3 separate regions of the Zea mays genome follow, and all the other regions are linked to region 1. Evidence: chromatin contacts called from public Hi-C data. All regions are on one chromosome and are shown on one strand. Each heading gives the region's core, a stretch centred on a gene start, on an enhancer-like site or on the middle of the called end of the contact. The rest is flanking DNA. Distances are from core to core; before and after follow the strand shown.

Evidence for each region. Hi-C and Micro-C count contacts between places; a contact is called where the count stands out from the background.
Region 2: a Hi-C map of leaf shows a contact between it and region 1, with 8 times the contacts expected there. The contact joins the enhancer-like site here to the promoter of LOC542725 in region 1. A contact is called at or near these places in 4 of 25 Hi-C or Micro-C datasets (bundle sheath, endosperm, leaf and 1 more).
Region 3: a Hi-C map of leaf shows a contact between it and region 1, with 4 times the contacts expected there. The contact joins the promoter of LOC103640820 here to the promoter of LOC542725 in region 1. A contact is called at or near these places in 4 of 25 Hi-C or Micro-C datasets (bundle sheath, ear, leaf and 1 more).

Annotation. Positions count from the first base shown.
Region 1 is chr1:182,555,044-182,559,803 of Zm-B73-REFERENCE-NAM-5.0, forward strand. LOC542725 reads right to left here and starts at 2,343. Exons shown (of 2, transcript NM_001112237.2): 1 at 2,145-2,343; 2 at 1,412-2,044. The coding sequence starts at 2,258. The coding sequence ends at 1,691. LOC103640730 reads right to left here and starts at 695. Exons shown (of 2, transcript XM_008664224.4): 1 at 374-695; 2 at 1-296. The coding sequence starts at 615.
Region 2 is chr1:182,854,238-182,858,597 of Zm-B73-REFERENCE-NAM-5.0, forward strand. No RefSeq gene overlaps it. Among protein-coding and RNA genes, the nearest start is that of LOC118476084, 3.9 kb to the left of the region's middle. Within about 2 kb of position 2,639, at least 15 of the 20 cell types and tissues checked have an H3K27ac peak or open chromatin away from gene starts, as enhancers often do. A contact at or near this core is called in bundle sheath, leaf and tassel, where this site is marked.
Region 3 is chr1:183,023,745-183,028,342 of Zm-B73-REFERENCE-NAM-5.0, forward strand. It overlaps LOC103640820, which reads left to right and starts at 2,137. Exons shown (of 2, transcript XM_008664291.4): 1 at 2,137-2,719. The coding sequence starts at 2,286.

The DNA of each region.
Region 1 (4,760 bases), core at 1,093-3,592:
GTATGCGAGCAATGTCGTCGTGGTTAGGGATACGAAGGTATCGTTCGCTAAAGGAAGATATGATTGCGCGACAAAAACGGATAAGGCAGTCCCTAGCGGTAGTCTGTCCAATCTGTATGTACTCATCTACCGCATCGGTTGGTAACCCGTACGCAAGGATACGCAATGCAGCACATACTTTTTGCAATGGACCAAGCCCTGCTAAACCTGTTGCATCACAACGAATAGTAAAGTATTCGTCTTCTCGCTGAACGGCACGAAGGATACGTAGGAACAAAGGACGATGCATCCGAAACCTATAAACGAAAATAAAGCATAAAATTAACAAAAGAAACCTACAAATGAAAGTAAAATCATAACTTAGGAAATGTACCTTCGACGAAAAACATGTGATGGATACACAGGATTAGGTCCGAAGTAGTGATGTTTGATGAGATTTTCTCCAGCAGTGTGGTCCCTATGGATAACTCGGCGAGGCAATGAGGAGCGGCTACGGCGTGTGCTCGTGTCTCCTTGTACAAGGTGGTCAACATGTTGGGCAAGCAACAAGGTATCAATCTCATCGTCGGAATCGTCGGATGACGAGGACAACACAAGGCTTTTCAATGACTCCATGACGACCTAAACTACGAGTGCGTAGTACGGTCTTCTTATGGTATGGCGGATGATATAGAAGAGAGTGAGTGTTTAGATGAGTGGAGCATTTCCCCAGGGTACCATATTTATAGGTGCCTTTGGTGTGTGAAGGAAGCCAGGCGATCGTGGCTTCTAGTACAAGCCAGTCGTGTCGTGCAAGCCACTCGTGTCGTGTACTAGAAGAATGAGAATTTTGAATTTGTAAAAATACATCAATTTGTACCGTATTTGTACTAATGTAGTAATAGTAATTATGAAGTTTGCTAATTACATGTGGACCAAAATTCGCCCGTGTACTATACAAATAATAAATAAACATAAATTTAATATTTGATGGTAGTTGAGTTAGTTGATGAGGAAAGTATATAATATTGGTCTGGTGGGGTATAGAGGATTGTTATAGGGGGAACCGCTGTAGACCGTGGAAATATAGGGGGAGAGAGATTGCTGACGTGGCACGTGAGTGGGATATAGGGGGACAAATTTAGGGGAACCGCTGAAGACAGTCTTCTGTAGTGAATTCTACGCCAGATCCTGGATCCAGCTGACCGGGGGCAGAGTCCTTTGTCAGGATCAAATGTTATGTTCAGTTGCTCACTGATTGGGATGTTGTAATTATTACGTCAGATCGCCTTTCCCCCATAGATTCATGTTGATTGGCGGCTACTTTTTTCATTCCAAAGCAAAGAATCATTCATTGTTTGAAAAACTGGCAACCTTTGCCTTGATTCGCACTCAAAGCGAGAGTAAGTAGCTTTTCAGATGAGCACAACCATTTTGCAGCACCAAGAAGCACCATTTTTTCCTTAAGATTAACTTAGAATAAAGCCTGACGGGGGTAACAGCATCCATCGATCCGCAGTCCATGCTGTTTGATGCATGGGTCTGCTGAAACCGAGGATGAACACAGCACTAACAACTGACACAGAGCGACCTTGCAATCAAAAACACAGATGGGCAACAACAAACACGACACGAACGAAGATAAACCCTCTGGACTAGGGTAAACATCACGGTAGCGAACAGGATAACTTGGCCGCGCGGGCCCCACCGCTCAGTTCCTCCAGTTCCCGTCGGAGTTGCCGTAGCCGCCGCCACGGTTGCCACCGCCGTAGCCGCCGCCACCACCACCGTAGCCGCCGCCGCCACCGTAGCCGCCGCCACCGCCGTAGCCGCCACCGCCATCACGGCGCCCGCCACCGCCGTAGCCGCCGCCTCCACGGCCACCACCGTACCCACCGCCGCCGCCTCCACGGCCGCCGCGGGACTGGGCCTCGTTGACGGTGATGTTGCGGCCGTCCAGCTCCTTGCCGTTCATGCCCTCGATGGCGTTCCGCATCGCCTCCTCCGTGGAGAAGGTGACGAAGCCGAAGCCGCGGGACCTCTGCGTCTCCCGATCGAGGATGATCTGCAGGGGAGAGGGGAAGGAGGGACAGATCCGGGTGAGGGTGTGTCAGGACAGGTCAGATCTGGACGAAGCCATGGACGGATCTGGGACGGGAACGGACCTTGGACTCGAGGACCTCGCCGTAGGTGCTGAAGGCGTTGTGGAGGGAGTGGTCGTCCGTGGCCCAGGCGAGGCCGCCGACGAAGCAGCGGTACTCAACATCCGACGCCGCCATCTCGATCCGCTCACCCACGAACCCGAACCCCGGAGAACCTCACGAACCCGAACCCGAACCGGAGGGGGAGGAGAAGCCAACCCACCTCTAAGAAAGCACGGAGAGGGAATGCGTCCCCCGCAGCGTCTTTATAGCCGAGCGCGGGGCCGCCGCGGCCGTCCTGATCCCATCCGACGGCGCGGACGCCCAGTGGAATATGCGGGGCATCGGGGTCGCCACCGCGCTACGAGCACACGAGCACCTCCCGGGGACGGCTTTGTTGGGACCCGGAGCAGGACGGGAGCGTGAGGCGGGGCCCAGCGTGACTGACCTGACCTCGTTTTGGCCGCTGCACTGCCGGCCTGTGCAGGCCACCGAAAAATATCTCGCGTGGCGAAATGCCATCCTTGCCCTCGGGAGCACACGGATCGGACGGCAAGCGGTCGTCGGGTCGGGTGGTGGATATGGACACTTGCTGATGACGTGGGTCCACGATGGCAGTGGGCGAAGCCAAGTCCACGCGTCACAGTGACCGCACCTAGTGCTCAAAAACGACGGATCGGATAGGAACGAATACATGTCACAATTCACTACCTTGTAATCTGAATTCAAATATAGATTCGAATATTCTAGGATATGAATACAGAACTGATATTTAGATTTGAATCGAATATTTTTTTAACTCTGACACACATATTTTGAAATTTAAGCTGGATGAATATTTTATAGCTCGAAGAAGAGGAGGATCACATGTTGGTTCGTAGTGAACATGCTCGATTACTTCATCTTGTTAGAGACGAGGACTCTACGCGGACCACAATGGCGCTTGAACATGTCATTGTAATATGCATATCTTGCGGCAGTGAGAAATATATCATATCATAGTTATGTACTCGAGTCCATGCCATCAGATACGGTGTAATTGCTTATATTTTATAATGCTTACAGGTAAATTAGCACATTTAGGTGTGGCATAGGTACGCGACACACTCCTCATAGTGGATTTGGGTATGCTTCATATCCTTTGTGGTGGCTACCATATGCCTGCTTGACCACAATATCATCCATCACATTAATGTGATGTGCAAAAGCTTTATTCGGAACATTAGTATCACATGGTCGTCTTAAGTAGAGACAGTTGTGGCTATGGGACCATACTCCCATGGTACTTCTTGCCCGGGGGTTACAACTAGTTGTATGCCTCAATGTGGAGCATTCTTGTACTTAGTCAAGAGAGAAGCTTGGGTTCCCACATTAAGAGCCATAGATCTCAAGAGGGCTTCAGAACCTTGAAGGGCTCCAAGGTCGAGGTCCAAGAGGGGTCTGATGCAGGGGATCTAAGAGACAAAGATAACCTAGATTGTTCGGTAGAACCTCAGAGGCCCTAAAGGCCTCGAAACTCATCTTCTTCCTTAAATGACATTGGAAGCTAGACTTAGGGGGGCAGGGGCCTCATGATGAGGTCCCTCGACACCGAAGGATGTATGCATTGTGACACTTCGCGGGTGGTTTGCTTTGAAAGAAGTACATGTTAAAAATAAGGTCAATATGCACTATGTATCATTTACATTGCATGTACATAGGATAAATAAATGTATACACGAAGAGTGATACCAATAAAGATATGAATATGAACATCATATTTGAAGTTTTAACAGGTAAAAACTACAAATAATTGTGTCAAGTACCCAAGAACGGGATACCCCCACAAACCCCTCTCTGGCCCATTTACCAACTGAGTCTGTGTCGAGCAAGTCTATGATGCGGGGCGAACGACCAAGTCCCCGCCGAGCAAGTCTACTCGGCGGAGCAAATGTCCAAGTCCTCATCGAGCAAGTTTGCGAGACGGGACCAGCAACCAAGTCCCCGTCGAGCAAGTATGCGAGGAGGGGCGAACGACCAAGTCCCGGACGAGCAAGTCTGCGAGACGGGGTGACCGACCAAGTCCCTGCCGAGCAAGTCTACGAGACAGGACGAATGACCAAGTCCTTGCCGAACGGATCCGCAAGAAAGGAACCTAGGACGACGCTGTCGGCCCACGACGGTCGTGAAAAGACGCAACATCACCAAACCACGTTTGGACCGTACATACAGTAGCAAAAGGTTTTTGGCAGACACGATGGAACACCCCCGCGTGCGTCGACGGACATACCCTCACTGACTCGTGGGGTCAGTCAATTCCAGTCGTGGAGACCTCATCACCGGAGTCTCTACAGTGGCCCATACACTGGAAAGGACGAGACAATACCCTATACTAGGCGTATACCTACGCATGCTTGATAGTGGCGTGTGGGGTATGACGAAAGATGAAGCAGTACCGAACACAACCCTCAACCTCGCTGTAAGCCCACTTCGCGGGACCCGCCAGGTACCACAACGTTGGCACCGAGCAAGCTATAGGGACTCGTATACCAAATGGACAAGATGGAACGCCATACTAGGGGCACGACATTGCACGACCCTACGAACGACGTTAGGAGGACTCACCATCCGCAGGCAGCAAGCCGAGCCTACTCCCAGTAG
Region 2 (4,360 bases), core at 1,389-3,888, 300 kb after region 1:
TATATAGAACGAACTAATGTCATTATTGTCCCTTGGCGCCAACAAGTTGACTGGGAGACGACACCTAGACCTCGTCGAACTCCTCGTAGTAGTCTTCCTCTAGGGCCACCTGCTCTTCACCTATGGGGGGAGTTTTATTGCAGGAGTGAGCTCACAGATGTTCATCGCTCAGCAAGTGTGGAGAATAATGTGCATGGGCTCACTTACGGTGGGGCTCATATATAGTGTCAAGCTGATCAACAAATAATGGTTAAGGCAAAGCATTGCTTTTAATAAGTTGGTCAAATTTTATTAGTAGTTACTAAATATAAGTAAATACCATCCCAACAAAATAATAGATAAAATTAATAATAAAACCACAATACGATGCATATGACAAATTAAGTTTAATTCCATAAGTTAATCATGCAAGAGTCCTCAATCGCTCTTGACCACAAGCACGACTGATATACCAGTTTTACAATCTGCAGAGGTTGCACATCTTTACCCATAATACATGTTCCCTTTGTCGCCTCGGATTGATCAAACCCTTAAACATTGCCAAGGTGAGTAGGCAGGGTACACTACAATGCCTTTACAAAGTTCCACTAGAGGAGAGAACCTCCTATGGTTTCTGGGCCGAAAGTTGTACAGGAATCCCTCGGTCCAAAAGCTAAAAAGATAGTCCGACCCGAGGACCTCCCTACACCCGCATCCTCCACTCCGCTTGCCCCTTTCGGGAAAGGATTAACTCACACTAGCTTTCCTAATTAATCAGCCAAGGGTGTCCCATTCTACCATTGTGATAGCACTATTATCTCAAGTTAAGCTCCATGTTCCAGTTAACACCATAATCTTATCATGAACATTTAAATAATCCAATAATAATAGTTAAGCATGATCATGAATCATTTGTATCTTAACATCCAAAACCACATAGAGCAATAGCAGATACTACTCAAAAGTTCAGTGGCAAGCAAGGTATAAAGTAACTCAAACTAGGGTGACCTATTGGGTACCATCAAATTAACCTGAGCATAGTATAGTGATTAACAAGAACATTATTGGTTAAAAAAGAGTGATCAAGGGCACAACTTTCCTTCAACGAGCTCCTGCTCAGTATTTTCCATCTGCTGGGTACCAGGTTCCTTGGTCACTTGCTCGTCTACTCGTAACAATACAAACAAACATGGTATAGGAGAAATTAACATCACAACAAACATGAGCACAAACTGCATAATAATGATCTATGCGTTGCTACGAGATCGTAGGTTCGGGAACTACTAAATTCGGAGTTAAAGTAAACAAGATATGGTTTTCCAAAGTGTAAGTGACTATAATTCATGTGAAAAATATATTAAACAGTAGTAACTGATATATTCCAGGTCATAACTTGATCCTAGCTCTTGTTTTGGTCAAACAGTAATTATGAGCAATTTAATTCTTGCTAAAAGTTATTTACATAAACACAAGCTACATAGATATCTAATTATAGAAGTATGGGAGATGTCACAATTAGTACTATTAATGCGTAGATAATTTTATTACGAAGATAACGTAATTGGAACGGGTTAAAAAGGAGTTAAAATAAGTAAAATATGAATTTTACAAGTTTTTAGATTCACTTTTATATTAAACATTCATTTTCCAATCTTATTTACCCAGGTCAAATAATCCATGGACAGCGGACGCAAAAACCAGGGCGTTTAGGGTTCAGTTTGCAAATTCCGGGACCTGGGGGTAATGATCTTTGTGTACAGGTGTACTACGGGTTGATTAGTAAAAACACCAGGGCTCTTATGAAAAATCGCTTGGCCGAAAGGGTATCATGCAATCAGGGCCATGGATCTTGGATCTACGGTCAGGATTAAATTATCGTTACTATGAATCGATATTCAATAGGAACCCTAGGATAGGATATGCACGACTCAGATTTTATGTTGACCAAATGGACGTGGTTCACCCGATCTATCATCAACGCTCCTGATTCCTTACTCCCGAACCGATAACCCTCTTCTAATCCGGGCCATCGACGCTGGATCCGAAGGACAGCAGTTCATCTTCCCCGCACGAACACTGGCCCCAGACGACGACTAACCCGCAAATGGCGCGGCTCGCCAGAGTAATGCTAGGGTGGTGCATCAATGGATAAAAACCTGCCGCACGCAGGCACAAACGCTAAAGGGACCAATGGCGAGGAAGAACATAGGGGTAGTTTACGGTTGCCCGGTGCAGGGACGAGCAGTTCACGCTCCGCGGTAGCCTGGTCCGGTCTTCTACGTACGACGATGAAGTCCTGTTCTCCAGTCACCAAACACGCAAGGGAAGCCCCCAAGCGTCCAGCGCGCGACCCTGCCGAACCCCCAGCTTGACGCCAAGATTCAAGGGCAGCGGCAGCGGCCATTTCCAATGCGTTCTCTCTCCGTGGGTCTATTCCCAGCGGCTATGGCTCTCAGTACTGGTTATGGGCGCATGATGCAGAGAGATCAACCGAGAGTGTGCGATCTGGTATTTATTCAGGGAGTCCAGGTTCTGCTGGGGAGGGAGATATTAGCTGGCAGACTCCAGGCTTGTTGCAACGGCCAAGTGGAGTTGTGAGTTTGTTGTGTCGGGGCCTCAGCGAAGGCGAAGGTGCTGACAAGCGGTCCCCACGGTGCAGTGTGTGTGGTTGAGCGCGGCGTGGTGCGGGAGCCGTGCAATGCGGATCCGGATTAGGCCGGTGTTGGGCTGAACGAGCAGCAAGGAGATTCAGGTTGGGTTCTGTTTCATTTTTATTTTTTTTTCTCTTTTCTCTCTATTTTTTCATTTCACAAGCCCAATTTTTTTTCAAATCCAAACAAGGTTCTAATTCAAAAACTCCATAGGTGCAAATTATTATTTTTGGGATGTAGTTTAACCATATAGTTTATTATATTATCGTTCACTACTTATTTGATTTGGAAACAAAGTAACATATAGTCTTTCATCACAAATTACTTGAGTTCAATTATATTTTAAAAATTATTTCTAATACAAATTAAATGAACAGTCAAAATCTAAGGCATGATGCATAATTTCAACTTCTATTTCATTTTTATAGGGAACATGTCTTGCCAATAAAACATAGACTTACAATAACTCTAATTTTATTACACCAAGAACTAGCTAACAATTTAAACCATATTTTAAGGGTTTACAAATCCTACCCCCTAAAAAATAATCTCGGCCTTGAGATTACGATGAACTAGGAAAGGGGTGGGGAAATTCTACTCGTACCTCAACTTCTTGCTCGTAGGTGGCTTCATCTTCTGTGTGATGACTCCATTGTACTTTGCACATCTTAATCACTTTATTCCTTGTAACACGAGTCAAGGTATCAATGATCTTGATAGGATATTCTGTATAAGTCAGATCACCTTGAACACTAAGTTCATCCATAGTTAGTTGCTCTTCTGGCACCCTAAGACACTTCTTCAACTGAGATACATGTAAGACATCATGTATATCCGCTAGATGGTTGGGTAGCTCCAGTTGATATGCAACTGCCCCCACTCGCTTTAGGATTTTGAAGGGTCCAATAAAGCGAGGGGACAACTTACCTTTAACTTTAAATTTCCTCATACACCGAATTGGTGACACCTTGAGATACACGTGATCTCTACAGCTTTTCTGTCTGGACTGCGCAGTTCTCAAGTTCTCCCTTATTATTCGAATTTGTTCCTCTGCTTCTTGGCTTATTATTGGCCCAAAGAACTGCCTTTCACCAGTTTGATCCTAATACAGCAGGATTCTACACTTCCTTCCATATAAGGCCTCCAACGGGGACATCTTCAAACTGGCCTGATAACTATTATTATAGGAGAACTCCGCATAGGGTAAACTCTTGTCTCAACTGCCATCGTGCTTAAGATCACAAGCTCTTAACATATCTTCTAGCACTTGATTTGTTCTCTTGGTCTGCCCATCAGTTTAGGGATGGTAGGCTGAACTAAAGTTTAGCTTCGTGTCCATACTCTCATGAAGGTTCTTCCAAAATCGGGAAGTAAACTGAGATCCACGATCTAAAACTATCTTCTTAGGTACCCCATGTAGGCACATACACTACACGACGGTTGATCTTTAGCGACCCTTATTAGGGACTGACGGTTGGTCGCTAAAAGTTATGGACTGACGGTTGGTCGCTAAATGCGCTTATAACGACGGTCTATGGGTCGCTAAAAGTCTAGAAATTTAACGACTTATGGTCGGTCGCTATAGAGGTAAGTGTGTGACTGATGGTGGGTCGCTATAGGGGTACGTGATTTTTGTGTTTCTTATTTACTCACCAAAGCCCATCTAAAGGCCTACTAAACAAACAAAACCCTATTCCACGCACCAAACCACAAGCGCAGCCGCCGTCACT
Region 3 (4,598 bases), core at 887-3,386, 470 kb after region 1:
CCATTGGTTGGAGCTCATCAAAGATTATGACTTGGAGATTCATTATCATCTGGGCAAGGCAAATCTGGTTGCAGATGCCTTGAGTCGGAAGGAGCATGTTCATGCAGCTATTGTTACCCAGCTACCTGATGAGTTGGCAGAAGATTTTGCAAAGCTCAACATGGTAATAGTTGCTCACACAGAAGGAGTTACCATAGAGGTGGAACCTACCTTAGAACAAGAAATACGTAAGGGTCAGATCGGTGGTGTTAAAATTCAAGAGATCAAAGGTCTGGTGGCAGAAGGTAGAGGTCCAGATTTCACGAAAAATGAGCAGGGCACAATCTTGTTCAAGAATAGGATTTGTGTCCCTGAGATTGATAGTCTTCGTGAAACCATATTGAAGGAAGCACATGACTCGACCTACTCCATTCTTCCTGGCAATACCAAGATGTATCAAGATCTGAAACAAAAGTATTGGTGGTATGGTCTGAAAAGGGATGTTGCTTCACATGTGGAAGTGTGTGATGTTTGCCAAAGGGTAAAAGCTAAACATCGGAGACTAGCTGGATTACTTCACCCGCTGAAAGTACCCAAGTGGAAGTGGGAAGAAATTGGTATGGATTTCATTGTTGGTCTACCCCGCACTTCTGCTGGGTATGACTCTATTTGGGTGATTGTGGACAGACTAACAAAAGTGGCTCACTTCATCCCTGTGAGGACTAAGTACACGGGGCCAAGCTAGCAGAGTTGTATATGGCCCAAATAGTTTGTCTACATAGAGTGCCTAAGAAGATCGTGTCAGACCAGGGATCCCAGTTCACTTCTCGATTTTGTCAGAAGTTGCACGAGTGCTTGGACACGTAGTTGAATTTCAGCTCGGCCTACCATCCTCAAACATATGGGCAGACCGAGAGAACCAACCAAGTACTAGAAGATATGTTGAGAGCTTGTGCTCTTAAAAATGGTGGCAGTTGGGATAAGAGTTTACCATATGCGGAGTTCTCTTACAATAATAGTTACCAGGCCAGTCTGAAGATATCCCCGTTCGAGGCTTTATATGGTAGAAAATGCAGGACTCCACTATATTGGGATCAAACTAGTGAAAGGCAGTTCTTTGGGCCAGAAATTATACAAGAGGCAGAAGAACAAGTACTGTTGATATGGGAAAACTTGAGAACTGCGCACTCTAGGCAGAAAAGCTATGCAGATAACCGGAGAAGGCAATTAGAGTTCAAGGAGGGTGATCACGTGTATCTGAAGGTGTCACCGATCCGAGGTATGAGGAGATTTAAAGTTAAAGGGAAGTTGTCCCCCTCGCTTTATTGGACCCTTCATGATCCTAAAGCGAGTGGGAGAAGTTGCCTATCAGCTGGAACTACTCAACCATCTGGCAGATCTACATGATGTCTTCCATGTATCCCAGTTGAAGAAGTGCCTCAGGTTACCCGAAGAGCAACTGCCTATGGAGGAATTGAGTGTTCAAGATGATCTGACTTACACTGAGTATTCTATCAAGATTATTGATACTTTGACTCGTGTTACAAGGAGTAAGGTGATCAAAATGTGCAAAGTGCAATGGAGTCATCATGGAGAAGATGAAGCTACTTGGGAGAGAGAAAAAGAGCTACGAGTAGATTTCCCCACCTCTTTCCTAGTTCATCTTAATCTCAAGGCTGAGATTCTTTTTAAGGGGGTAGGATTTGTAATACCAAACTTGTGGAATATAAAAGAGAGGGATACATCTTTATGTGTGTTACCTTCTATTAATGAGAAATATTAAGGAACATATTTAAAGTGAATAATTCTCTAATAAAACATAAATAATACATGCATCATGTTGGAGTTTATTTGTTTGTGCATTTAATAATAATAATAGTAGTAATAAAAATATAATAATGTTGAAATTTGGATTAACACCTAATTTTAAATCTAGAATTTGAAGATGAAATAGCAAAGAAAAGAGAAGGAGAAAGAAAATAAATATATAAATAAATATATCCTTGCCATACTAGTATTTTTAAATTGTACATTCAATCCATGTACAAAATTCACAACAAAGTTGGATTCAAATTTGAGATTTAAAAATAAAAAGAAAAGAAAACAGGAAAGAAAACGAAAAAGAAAAGAAAAAGAAAAAATCCGCGCCTGGGCTCAAAACCATAGCCTCGACCCACTCTATCCTTTTTCTCCCCCTGTGGCCCACCTCGTCTTTTACATGCCGCGTGCGCATTGACACACTTACGGGCGGGCCCCAATCCCCAGTGCTCCTCCCGGTTGAAGCGCCTGCGCTCTGCCACTTCCGCATGGGGCCCACTGGTAAACGCCATCCTCGTCCCTCTCTCCGCGCCGGCGTAACAGAACAGCGGGCGCCACCTGGGAACTTCGGCCCCATGACCGCGGATGGTTGCGCTGGGTTAGCTATAATTGTTGACCCCCTTGGGAGGCCCCACCCATCTACCCGACCACAGAAGTCGTCGGTGCACCACCTTGAACCTAGAGCTCTGTCACCAAGGACCGCAGGGAGAAGAGAATCCGCTCACTGCTGCAGTGCTCGGGTTGTGTCGGCGTTCGGGCAATTGCACAAGGCGGGGGAGCTTAACCATGGTTCGTGGGACCTTGTGGTGGCGGCGTTGGGCTCGGGGCGTCACTGGTGCCAGCTCAATTGCTCCCTGGAGACACCTCACCACCGCGGATCCACGCATCTCTATGGGCAGGGCACAACACCATGTGATTCACGGTATGGACTCCTCCCCCGTGCTCGCGTTCATCTATATTGTGTGTAGCATCGTCTGAAGCATAGTTGTGGGGTACCTGGGTTGTTGGTGGCTCTTGCCGGCGATGGCCGCTGCTGGGGAGAGTCTGGTGCCGTTGTCCGCCACCGTCGGGGGAGAGGGAGATGTCTGGGTCACTCGATTTAGATGAAATGGCCAGGATTAGCGATATGATATCGATTGGGGGCGGTTTGGCCTAAACCGTTTGACGAAGATCGGACGCATAAATGTGCGCCTCGGTCACTTTAAATCCTGACCGTTGGGGTAATCCGAGGGATGGCACTGCATACCGTTTCGGGGAGGGATTCGATTTAATCTAGGCCGTCTGCGATGGATCAGTCGACCGACATCTATTTATACCGCGTCGGATAACCCTATTTACAATTGAGCCCCTGTTCTTTCTTAATATCAACCCGCCATCCTGCAGTAGTGAAGGAAAGTATAAACCAAGCCCTGAAATTTGTAAATTTAACCCCGTGTTCTCGGATAATGGTGGCCACAGTCCATAGGGTATTAAACCCTATAAACTACATTAGGGATAATGATTTTAACATAAAAATAATTTCAGAATCTTATTAAATTCATAATTAATTATTTTTTACTCCTTTTTAATCCATTCTGGTTGCATTAATTTTGTTTTAATATTGTTTATCACTAGGTAACTCTGTTTAGCCCTGAAACATAGATTAAAATTATCCACTTAACTTATTCAATACCAAACACTTAATAACTTCGGAAAATCGTAACTCGATAACCGTAACTCTAAATTTAGTGATTCTCAAACCTACGATCTCGTTACGATGCATAGAATATCATTATGCAGTACGTTCTCATGTTTGGTGTGATGTTAATTTCTCATGTACCATGTTTGCTTGTATTATTGCGAGTAGACGAGCAAGTGACTGAGGACTCAGAAGCTCAGTAGGTGGAAACTACTGAGCAGGAGCTCGTTGAAGGCAAGTTGTGTCCTTGATCACTTCTATTTACCCAATAATGTTCATGTTGATCATTATGATCTGCATAGGTTAATTTTGATGGGACCCAATAGGTCACCCCAGTTTGGCTATCTTTATACCTTGTTTACCACAGAACTTTTGGGTAGTACCTGCTATTGGTTTATGTGGTTTTAGGTGTTAAGATACACATTATTCATGATCATGCTTTTATTATCAATTTGTTATTTATTGTTCATGACAAGATCATTATGTTAATTGGAACATGGAGAACCACCCGGGAAAACAGTGCTACCACAAGGGTGGTATGGGACGCCCTTGGCTAACTAATTAGGAAAGCTAGTGGATGACTACCTTACCCTAAAGGGGCAAGGGCAGTATGGGAGTGGTAGGTATAGGGAGGTTCTCGAGTTGATTTTGCTGCAATGGCTTTTCAGACGGGGGATTCCTATGCTACGCTCCCTAGAAACTGTAGCAGGTTTTCTAAAGCTAGTGGAACTTTGTAAAGGCCTCGTAGTGTTACCCTGCCTTGCTTCCTTGGTAGAGGTGTATGGGATTCATGAACCCTTGGCATATGGGTAACATGACTTGTGGGTACAGATGTGCAACCTCTGTAGAGTGTAAAACTGGTATATCAGCCATGCTCATGGTCATGAGCGGCTCGGACCCACATGAGTAACTTATGGAATTAAATTTAACTGGTCATTTGCATCGCATTGTGGTTTATTATTAATTTTGATCTATTATTACTTTAGTTTGGTACATACTTGCATTTAGTAACTGCTAATAAAATTTGACCAACTTATTAAAAGCAATGCTCAGCTTTAACCATTATTTATTGATCAGCCTTACACTTCACCTGAACTCCCACCTTTAGTGAGTTCATGCACAT